Linked DNA regions of Mus musculus: region 1 is linked to region 2. A link is a contact called in public promoter capture Hi-C data. All regions are on one chromosome and are shown on one strand. Each heading gives the region's core, a stretch centred on a gene start, on an enhancer-like site or on the middle of the called end of the contact. The rest is flanking DNA. Distances are from core to core; before and after follow the strand shown. Region 1 holds the start of Rtn4 (reticulon 4). Region 2 holds the start of Pnpt1 (polyribonucleotide nucleotidyltransferase 1).

Evidence for each region. Promoter capture Hi-C pulls out the DNA fragments that hold promoters and counts their contacts.
Region 1: a promoter capture Hi-C map of pre-B cells shows a contact between it and region 2. The contact joins the promoter of Rtn4 here to the promoter of Pnpt1 in region 2. A contact is called at or near these places in 2 of 39 promoter capture datasets (cranial neural crest and pre-B cells), 2 of 115 datasets of contacts at active chromatin or transcription factors (extraembryonic endoderm stem cells and memory CD8 T cells) and 2 of 9 other capture datasets (adipose tissue and liver).

Annotation. Positions count from the first base shown.
Region 1 is chr11:29,690,615-29,695,238 of GRCm38.p6, reverse strand. It overlaps Rtn4 (reticulon 4), which reads right to left and starts at 2,341. Exons shown (of 9, transcript NM_194054.3): 1 at 1,546-2,341. The coding sequence starts at 2,050.
Region 2 is chr11:29,128,010-29,132,469 of GRCm38.p6, reverse strand. It overlaps Pnpt1 (polyribonucleotide nucleotidyltransferase 1), which reads right to left and starts at 1,726. Exons shown (of 28, transcript NM_027869.2): 1 at 1,552-1,726. The coding sequence starts at 1,712.

The DNA.
Region 1 (4,624 bases), core at 1,092-3,591, 560 kb before region 2:
CTCCATATTCAAAGGACAAAACTATTTATCTTGTTTCTATGAAAGTAGAAAAAATGAAAAGTATAGTTTGGCCAATCATTGTTTCCAGTTTAAAATTTTAATACTTTATTTTTTTCTACTTTAGTTTCCCTCAAAAAAAAGGAAAGGAAAATAAAAATGAAAAGACAAGGCAGTCTTCATCTAAATTCTTTACTGTAGGAGTTGTTTTTGAATAGTGCCTTTGGTGTGCCCATAATGAATTGTTACCCAGGATCACTTCTATTGATTCATTATCCCCATTATAAGAGAGTTAATTGTAATAAAAAAGATACTGCAAGCTCTGGGGTGATATTATTTCTCTAAAAAAATAAAACCTCCTAGATCTGGAATGTTGTGAAAATTTCCCAGCAGGCAGTTATACCATTTAATTTTTTACCTTACTTTACAAAAAGAAAAAAAAGGCTTTTTGCTAGCAAGACACTTTGTCCCAAAGTAATAAACTACTTAAGATGCATTCTCGTTCTTTACAAAATTTGATTTTTTTCCCTTTCCAAAATAAAAAGGGCAATAAAACAATATTCAATGCATTTTGTCAATGTAAATCATATACTTATAAAAACTTCTAACTAATATAGGAACATTTGCCCTAAAACATTTCATTATGTCTCAGGATAAATCTACCACAAGTTCAACTAATTCCTGACCAGGAATCCACAGGTTTGCCCCTTTTTAAGGTCAACCATTTTGCCTTTTCTCTACAAGTCAATCTCGATGCATTTAAAGGCTAAGAGATGCCATTAAATTTGGCAATTTCTTTTACAGCACAACTGAGGCCCTGGATAACTATGCCCCATCGGAACAAAATGCCCAGATCTCGTTTCTCAGGCTGGTGTAGGAATCACCACATTAAACACAAATGAACTGGGCGGTGGCAGAACTTCACCAAAAGTCTCTCCTTCCCTTTTCTCCTGGAACCACGCCACTGGAGGCGCTCGCTCCCCCTTCACCGCAGTTGGGTTACTGTATAGACGTTAGCAGCTCGGCCAGTTCCCCACCAATAAAGGGAGAAAGAAACAGGGGATTAGTGCAAGGGGATCCCCCGACGCCCGGCAGGAAGGAAGGCAGGCCCTAAAAAATAAAAAAACTGTAGAGTGGTCGACAAACGCCCATCCTTTAAATAAAGGGATTAGGGCACCACAGCCTTCCCATTCCCACCTCCAAGCCCAGCCCAGCCCAGCCCAGCCCAGCCCAGCCCAGCCCAGCCCAAGGAATCCACCATCCTAGTTCTTCAACACACTCCTAGCTGCTGATAGGCGAGAACTTCGTGCTGGAATGGGAACCAGCGACTTGGCAGCGGTGCACGTGCTCCCCGAAACCCCGACAAACAATGAAGGCACCCAGGCTTCCGAGGCCGCCCCACCCTTCTGCCCGCCTCCCGCCAGCGGGGGCGCCATCACCCTGCCACTCGTAGACAAAGCCCTAGGGTCCCGAGCAGCCCTGCCCGTCCCCTCCTCCCCCGGGCCAAGACACAAAAGAGGGAGGGGCGTAACGCGCAGCAGCACTCACCCACTGAGCCCGAGCCCCTGCGCTTGGGCGCGGCCGGCGTGGAAGGGGGCGCGGCGGGCTCCGCTAGGGGGCTCGCGCCGGCTGGCGCCGGAGGCCGCGCTGGAGGCTCGTCGTCCTCCGGGAGCTTGGAGGGCAGGACTGCGGCAGCGGGCGGCAGGGATGGCGCGGACGCCGCGGGGCTGCGTTCCCAGGACGGCTGCCTCTCAGGGGCGGTGGGGGGCGCGGCCGGCAGCGGCCCGCGGGGCGCGGGGGGCACCGAGTCGCTGCTGAAGTCCAGCAGCGGTGCGGCGGCGGGGGGCACCGGAGCCGCGGACAGCCCGGCTGCGGGCTTCCTCTCCAGCACCTCCAATTCCTCCAGGTCCTCGTCGTCCTCCTCCTCCTCCTCGTCTTCCTCGTCCTCCTCGTCCTCGGGCTCCGTCACGAACTGGTACTTGAAAGCGGGCGGGGGCCGGGGCGGGCTATCCGCGGACGAGGAGACCAGCGACGACTGGTCTATGTCTTCCATGGTCGGCGATGATGCTGCAGCTACTGCCGCCGCGGGCCACTTCTCCTCAGAGCCGCGGGCGGTTGTGGGGGTTGGGCAGGACTGGCAGAGGCCGGGCTGGCCGAACCAAGCCGAGGAACCCGCAAAGGCGACAGCTCCAGGAACAATAAGACTTCTCCTCCTGCCTCCGCGCTCGAGATGCGCCACCCGCCCTGTCCTCAGTTGCAGCAGCCGCCGCCGCCCAGATGAGCAACTGAGAGAGGAGGGCAGACTCTCCGCCCAGTTTGGCGTGACTCACCTTCCCGGCAGGGGAGGGCTGGCTGGCGCGGGGGACAGAGAGCCAATAGGCTGCGGGATAGAGAAGATGGATCACGGGGTTGTCCAATAGAAATAGGGTGCAGGCGGAGCCTGCCATACTTCCTTGGTGGCGTTCGGAGGGCGGGGTTTGGAGCTGGGATCCACCCCCACCTAGTGTAGTTGGGGAATGGGGCGGGGACTTGGCCTTGCCTACAGCGGGATTTTAGTCTACCAAAAGGGGGCGGGCTGCGGTCCCAGGATTTGGAGAGTTTTCCAAGAAGCCTGTGGAAGGGCGTTATCCTGGGGACCTAGGAGTGGAAAGTTTCCTCCCCGAAAAGGGAAAAAAAAAAAAAAAAGTGGAGAAAGGTACTAACAAGACTGAATTAGGTCTTACGGATTTTTTTAGATAAAAGACTTATTTTCAGACATGGTCCCAACGCATAACTACCACCACCTCAAAAGGAGAAAGAAAAACAAAACATTTATTTGACACTTTCAAGTTCCCTCCCTTTCTAGACTGCAGGCCTGGAATGAGGTAGGCAAAACAGCTGTGCTAGATTACCCGGAGCTCTGGGCTCACTGTTTAGAATGCTTTCGGCCTTGCATTCTGCTGGACTCTAAAAGTGCACGGAGAATGAGTCACCAGAAAGGGAGAAGGGGGAAGGAACGTTGAAATAGATGCCTTGGAAGGCAAAATTGGTTCACTATTTTTCACTCACCTCAGGCTGATGAGTCAACATCCCGGATGATTCAGGCTTCCTAGGAGTCGGGAAGCCCTACACTCACTGGTTTGATATGCTGGAATGGCATGTCTCCTGATGTGCGGTCCCCCCCACCCCCACCCCCCCAAAGCTACACTTTAAAGAAAACGGTAGCCAGGTGTGGTGGCACATGCCTTTAATCCCAGCACTTGGGATGCAGAGGCAGGTGGATTTCTGAGTTCGAGACCAGCCTGGTCTACAAAGTGAATTCTAGGACAGCCAAAGCTACACAGAGAAACCCTGTTTCAAAAAATCAAAAGAAAGAAAGAAAGAAAGAAAGAAAGAAAGAAAGAAAGAAAGAAAGAAAGAAAGAAAACGGTAGAACATAGAAAACTTTGCTTCAAGGTTTGCAGAGTCCCTTTATCTTTCTTATACACTTTTCAAAAATACTGGCTGCATGCCTACTCTGGAGAGAGGATTGCCTGCATTCCAATTGTTCAGTCTACATGTGCACTGTCTAGTACTGAAGCAACTGGCTGCTTTTAGCTCCTGAGCACTGAAATGAAGTGTGTTCTGTGAATAAAATACACACTACATTCCCAGAATTTATAAGAAATGTTATAATTTCTGTTTCACATTGGTTTTATGTTGGCATTGATAGTATTTTGGATATAGTGGGATGAGTACACTATATTATCAAGTTCACTTGTATTCTTTTTGAAGCAGCTTGTAGAAACTTTTAAATGCATGTTCTAATAACTAAGATATTTGATTGCCATGGATTTTGTTGGTTTTTAAGCAAATTTGTAGTCCCAACAAAGTAATATCACCCTAGATTTAGTTTAAGTTTTAAGAAAGAATTGGGTGGGGTGGATGTTGGTGAGGGTTGCTGGAGAAATGGCTTTAACAAGACCTGAGTTCTGTTCCCAGCATCCAAGCAGCTCATAATCACAGCATACACACTCACACACATCTTTTTTTAAAAAAAACTTTTAAAATGTAATGGGGCTAGAAAGATGGCTAGTTAAGAGAACTTACTGCTCTTGCAGTAAATAAACAGCCCAAGTTTGAGTCTAAGGACCTACATGGTGATTTCCAACTCTCCATAACTCCAGTTCCAGCAAATATGAAGCCCTCTATGACTTCCTCAGGAGCCAGGCACCTGCGTGGTGTCCCACATATACACCGCATAGCATTCATACACATTCTGGTCCTATTCATTCTGGAAGAAAAGAGACATTGAAAGAGACACCTAACTATCCCAGCCATAGTGATATTCTCTCAAAAAATGCGACTTCATCCTAGAGCCAATATACAATCATGAAAAATAATGTGTCACTGTTGTTTTAAACCACTGCCTTTTTAGGTGATTCATTACATAGCAAAAGTTTCTTGAACTAGTATCCATTCTGTGTTTGCATTTTATGCTTTATTGGTTTATACAATGCATTAGGTATGTACTCTATACCAGCACCAAACAAAGCAGGTGCAAAGTTTGTCTATACATTTTCAGGTAAAGGAAGGGTCACTACTCAGAAGAATAGGCAGTTCCAGTGCTATGGTATTAATACTATTGCAAAACACTTAATCACTACCT
Region 2 (4,460 bases), core at 477-2,976:
AAAATACAAACTTTTGAATATTGACTACAAAGACTTTCATGTTCTGATATATAACAGTGTTTTGTACGCTAAGTTAAAAATAATAAAGACTATCTTCTGATAAATAACATTTTGAATGCTTAAAAACTTAACAAAGATGTTGAGATGGTCACATACTTCATATAAAAATAAAAACTCAAAATAGACTCATATGTCCATCCATCTTGACCCAGTTCTGACCCTCAATCTTTAGCTGAGCTCTACCCTCTGGCTTGGCCCTATGGGCCTCCAGCTGCTCTCCAAATGGGACTACCAGCTGTAGTCTCTCAGTATGTGTCTTAGCTCTTTGCCTCTAGTCTAATAAGTCTTTCAAATCTTTGAACTATGCAGCATCTTTAATATGCACAGAAATATATAGAAATACACAAATATTATTAGTGTACAAAGTATAATGTGCAATCAGAGAGTTGGTATTAGTTAGCAATTGATGGTGGAATAAAAGCATGTTTGTCAACAACCAGATTATATCAAAGGAAATTTGAACGACCTGACAAATTGCGATATCAGAACTGAAACAGTATGTTATTCAATGAATTCTAATAATGCAGAAAGTCAGAAAGATTTTGGGGGGTAGGGAGTACATGTAATTTTGATTGTTCCAAGAAAGCTATTAAGTTTATGGTGTTTACATGTAATTTTGATTGTTCCAAGAAAGCTATTAAGTTTATGGTGTTTTGTTGTTGTTGTTTACTTTGTCTCATAACAATTTACTTTTCAATATTATATTGTATAAAATACCTCCAAATACATAGTGGACCCATAGCATAGCTAGCCTCTGGGGTTTGGAAGTAGGCATTTGGGAATAAATGGAAGAGTTCTGAAGTTTCTATATGCCAAACCATGTGAGTGAATGCCTACCTAAATACTCTATGAACATAAACAAGAAGATTGATAGAATGAACAAGCAGAACACAGTGATGGGAAGAGTAATCGGATGCCAAGGGAGGACACGGGGCAGCGGCCTGCCACAAAAAGTAGAGCTTTAGGGAAAAGCTTTAAAAAAACCTATTATTTAAAATATCCACATATACACCCCCGCCGTGTGTCTTGTTAACTGAGAAATTTGCCTTTTTGACCTTTTGTTGGATGGTAACTGTACTTTCACTACAGGTTTAACAGGACTATGTGCATCTTATAACTGGCATTCATCTCCGGCTCACACCGGCCATCAGTGGACCTGGGGCACGGAACGATAACGCATTACCTAGGGTTTCCTACTTCAGAGCTCGAGGTCTCGGAAAATAGAGAAAGGATGTCTGGGGCACAGGCAATAGGACTCAGGAAGTTCACCGCAGGGCTAGGAGGAAGATGAAGAGGCAAAAGGCAGCGGCCAGCTTGGGAAAGGGAGACAGACTTTAAATCCGGAAAAAGGAAATCTCGACCTTAGGTTTGGAGTAGAGAACTTAAGAGACTTAGGCTGCTTGATTCCTACCCTGGGGGGGATTTGACTTCTGGGGCTGAATGGACAAGACAGACGCCGCGTGAAAACCGCGAACTCACACCGTTTCTCACCTGTGTCCCAGGTCTACAGTCACCGCTCTGGATCCGGTGCTGCTCCACAACGCTCGCATCTGCAAATAGCTGAGTGCCCGATTCCGCCCGGGCCGGCCGAGGGGGCCGCAGCCCAGCGGTCGGAGGCACGGGCACAAGCAGCACAGCCTGCAGGCCGCCATGACACCCAGAGCGTGGAAGGCCTGGGCAGCGCCTCATTGGCCAGCACTCCTGTGGGCGGAGTCGGACGCAGTTTCGTTTCCGTGGAGCCTGCAAACTGCCGGGAAAGCAATCCTTGCAGGCTTTCTGTAATTGCCAGAGTCAAACCACCAGAATGCGTTTCTTTCAGTCAGCTTTTATTCCCCCACCCTTATCGGTGAAAAATAAGTACTACCTTAAAAAAAATGTATAGATTTAAAGAAAGCCCTTTAATACTTCCCGCGCCGTGTGTGTGTGTGTGTGTGTGTGTGTGTGTGTGTGTGTGTGTGCGCGCGCGCGCTAGTGTTATCACGGTTTGAAAGAAAGTCTTAGAACAATGTGTTTAATAAATGTAACAGTAAATAAATACTGAACAACTCACGATTATTTGGTTCTTACCTAAAGATCTAGGTTTGTGTCTATGGAAGGCCACCTGTAATTCCAACGTTCAGAGGCTGAGAATGAATCCATGAATCATCCTGGCTTGTTAGACTTGCCTGAGGGCTCCAGGTTCAGCAAGGGACCCTACCTCAAAAAATAAGTAGAGCGCTATCAAGCAAGACACCGTACTTTAACCTCTGGCTTCCACACATTCTTAACGTACACACACACACACACACACACACACACATATATATATATATATATATATATATACACACACGCGCACGCGCACACAGGCACACACGCCCAGTCACCTGCACACACTGGTGTATCCACACACATGCAAACTCGCACACACTTAGACACAAACATAACAAAGCAAAGCAAAACAAAACAAAACAAAAAACAAGAAAAAACTTTTTTTTTTGAGAACCCCTTGAATAATTTACCATTCATTCAGTTGTAAGTTTTGGAGAGGTATATTAAAATGGGAAGGAGTCTATGTTTCCTAATGTCACTCTAAAATAATTAGAATAGTAGTAATTTTGAGTCATAAATCAAAAGGAAATAAAAGCATTGATGTTATTCGACGCGTTCTCACGACCGGCCAGGAAGAACACCACAGACCAGAATCTTCTGCGGCAAAGCTTTATTCTTACATCTTCAGGAAAAGAGAGCAAGAAGCAAGAGAGAGAGAAAACGAAAACCCCGTCCCTCTTAAGGAGCATTCTCCTTCGCCTCGGACGTGTCACTCCTTGATTGGCTGCAGCCCATCGGCCGAGTTGACGTCACGGGGAAGGCAGAGCACAAGTAGTCATAAGATACCCTTGGCACATGCGCAGATTATTTGTTTACCACTTAGAACACAGGATGTCAGCGCCATCTTGTAACGGCGAATGTGGGGGCGGCTCCCAACATCTCCCCCTTTTTCTTTTAATAAGAGCAAATAGGCCACCCATATTAATGAGAGTGGAGATAGAGGTCAAATCCCCAGTGTGTAGGTAAAGGAGCCATGTACAGGATTAGCTCTTAGGCTTACAGGCTTTTACCCAGAGCAACCCTGACCTGCTCCCGTGTCGTTTTGCCTGGGGGAAGGGAACTAGGACACTGAACCTTCATGAAAGATGACATGTCTCCCTAGAATAGGCTCATATATGCCGCAGAGCCTTTCCATTGCAGTGCTTAGCCTTGCAACTCTCTCGGGCTGCTGAAGCACACTCACTCTATCCCGTGCAATGAGTCTAGCCTCATGGGATATAAGAGCTGAGTGGCCAGCGACCTATTGCCTAAGCATAGATAACCATATATCAGGGGGAGCTCCATGTTCTAGTCCTGCAAGCGCCTGGGCAATAACCACCTTGTCTCTCCTAGTTTAGGCCTTAAGCTTACAGACCAATCAAAGAAGCAACACTAATCCACAGCAAAGTGTATCTCCAAATAATATTAATCCCACCCATTTTTTAAAGAAAGAAAATGCTGAGGAGATCCAATTGGGTAATCCTTTGGTCAGGGACAGGTCCAAGCGCGTGGAGTTGACCTGAATGATGGCAAGCCTCGAAGGGTCTGTTCAAATTCAGCCATCCAATTCTGTAACATATACTGAAAAAGACTTTTTGACAAATTAGCTGCCCTAGTAAATTTAACATACTGAATGGAAATAACACACAATCCCGGAAACTTTTGTTCACATCCCTGCTGAGTTATTTGTCATAATACATCTAGTTGTATCTGGACAAGATCTATGAGTTGATTAACCAGCATGAGACCTCCCTGTATCTTGACATTAGCTGAGGCCTGTTCATCTATGACTGTAGTCACTGAGGCTGACAAAGTGTTAATGGTGTCAGTCATCTGGACCTGTCCAGACAGAGCCAAGGCTGTCTGAATTAAGGCCAAACCCAGTTCCCAGTTAGTGGTAAAAAAGCAGGAGAATACTTGAGCATTATACATCACCGTCATTGGGAGTGGAAATGTCGACATTATCCCCCAACGCTGCTCTCTCTTTATTATTGACGCCCTGGACATCACCAAGACGAGGGACATTAGTATTTCCTTGGTCAGTCTGGATTTTTCGGGTGAGTCTTTCTGGTATCCAAAATGGGTTGTTTTCATTCTGTGGGAAAACACAGATAGCTCCCCTGGATCTTATCAAGATAGGATCCGGGCCATACCATTTATTATCAAGGACATTTTTCCATTTAACCATCTCATTGGGCCTATCTGGCTCTGAACAATGACGTTCAGCCGCAGTATGGCCATGAACATCAATATTTAAAAAATTGAGTGTAAAGAGTGCCAAAGACACCGACACTCTTGGTGCTCGGGGTACAGTCTCCTCAAAAGTTCCC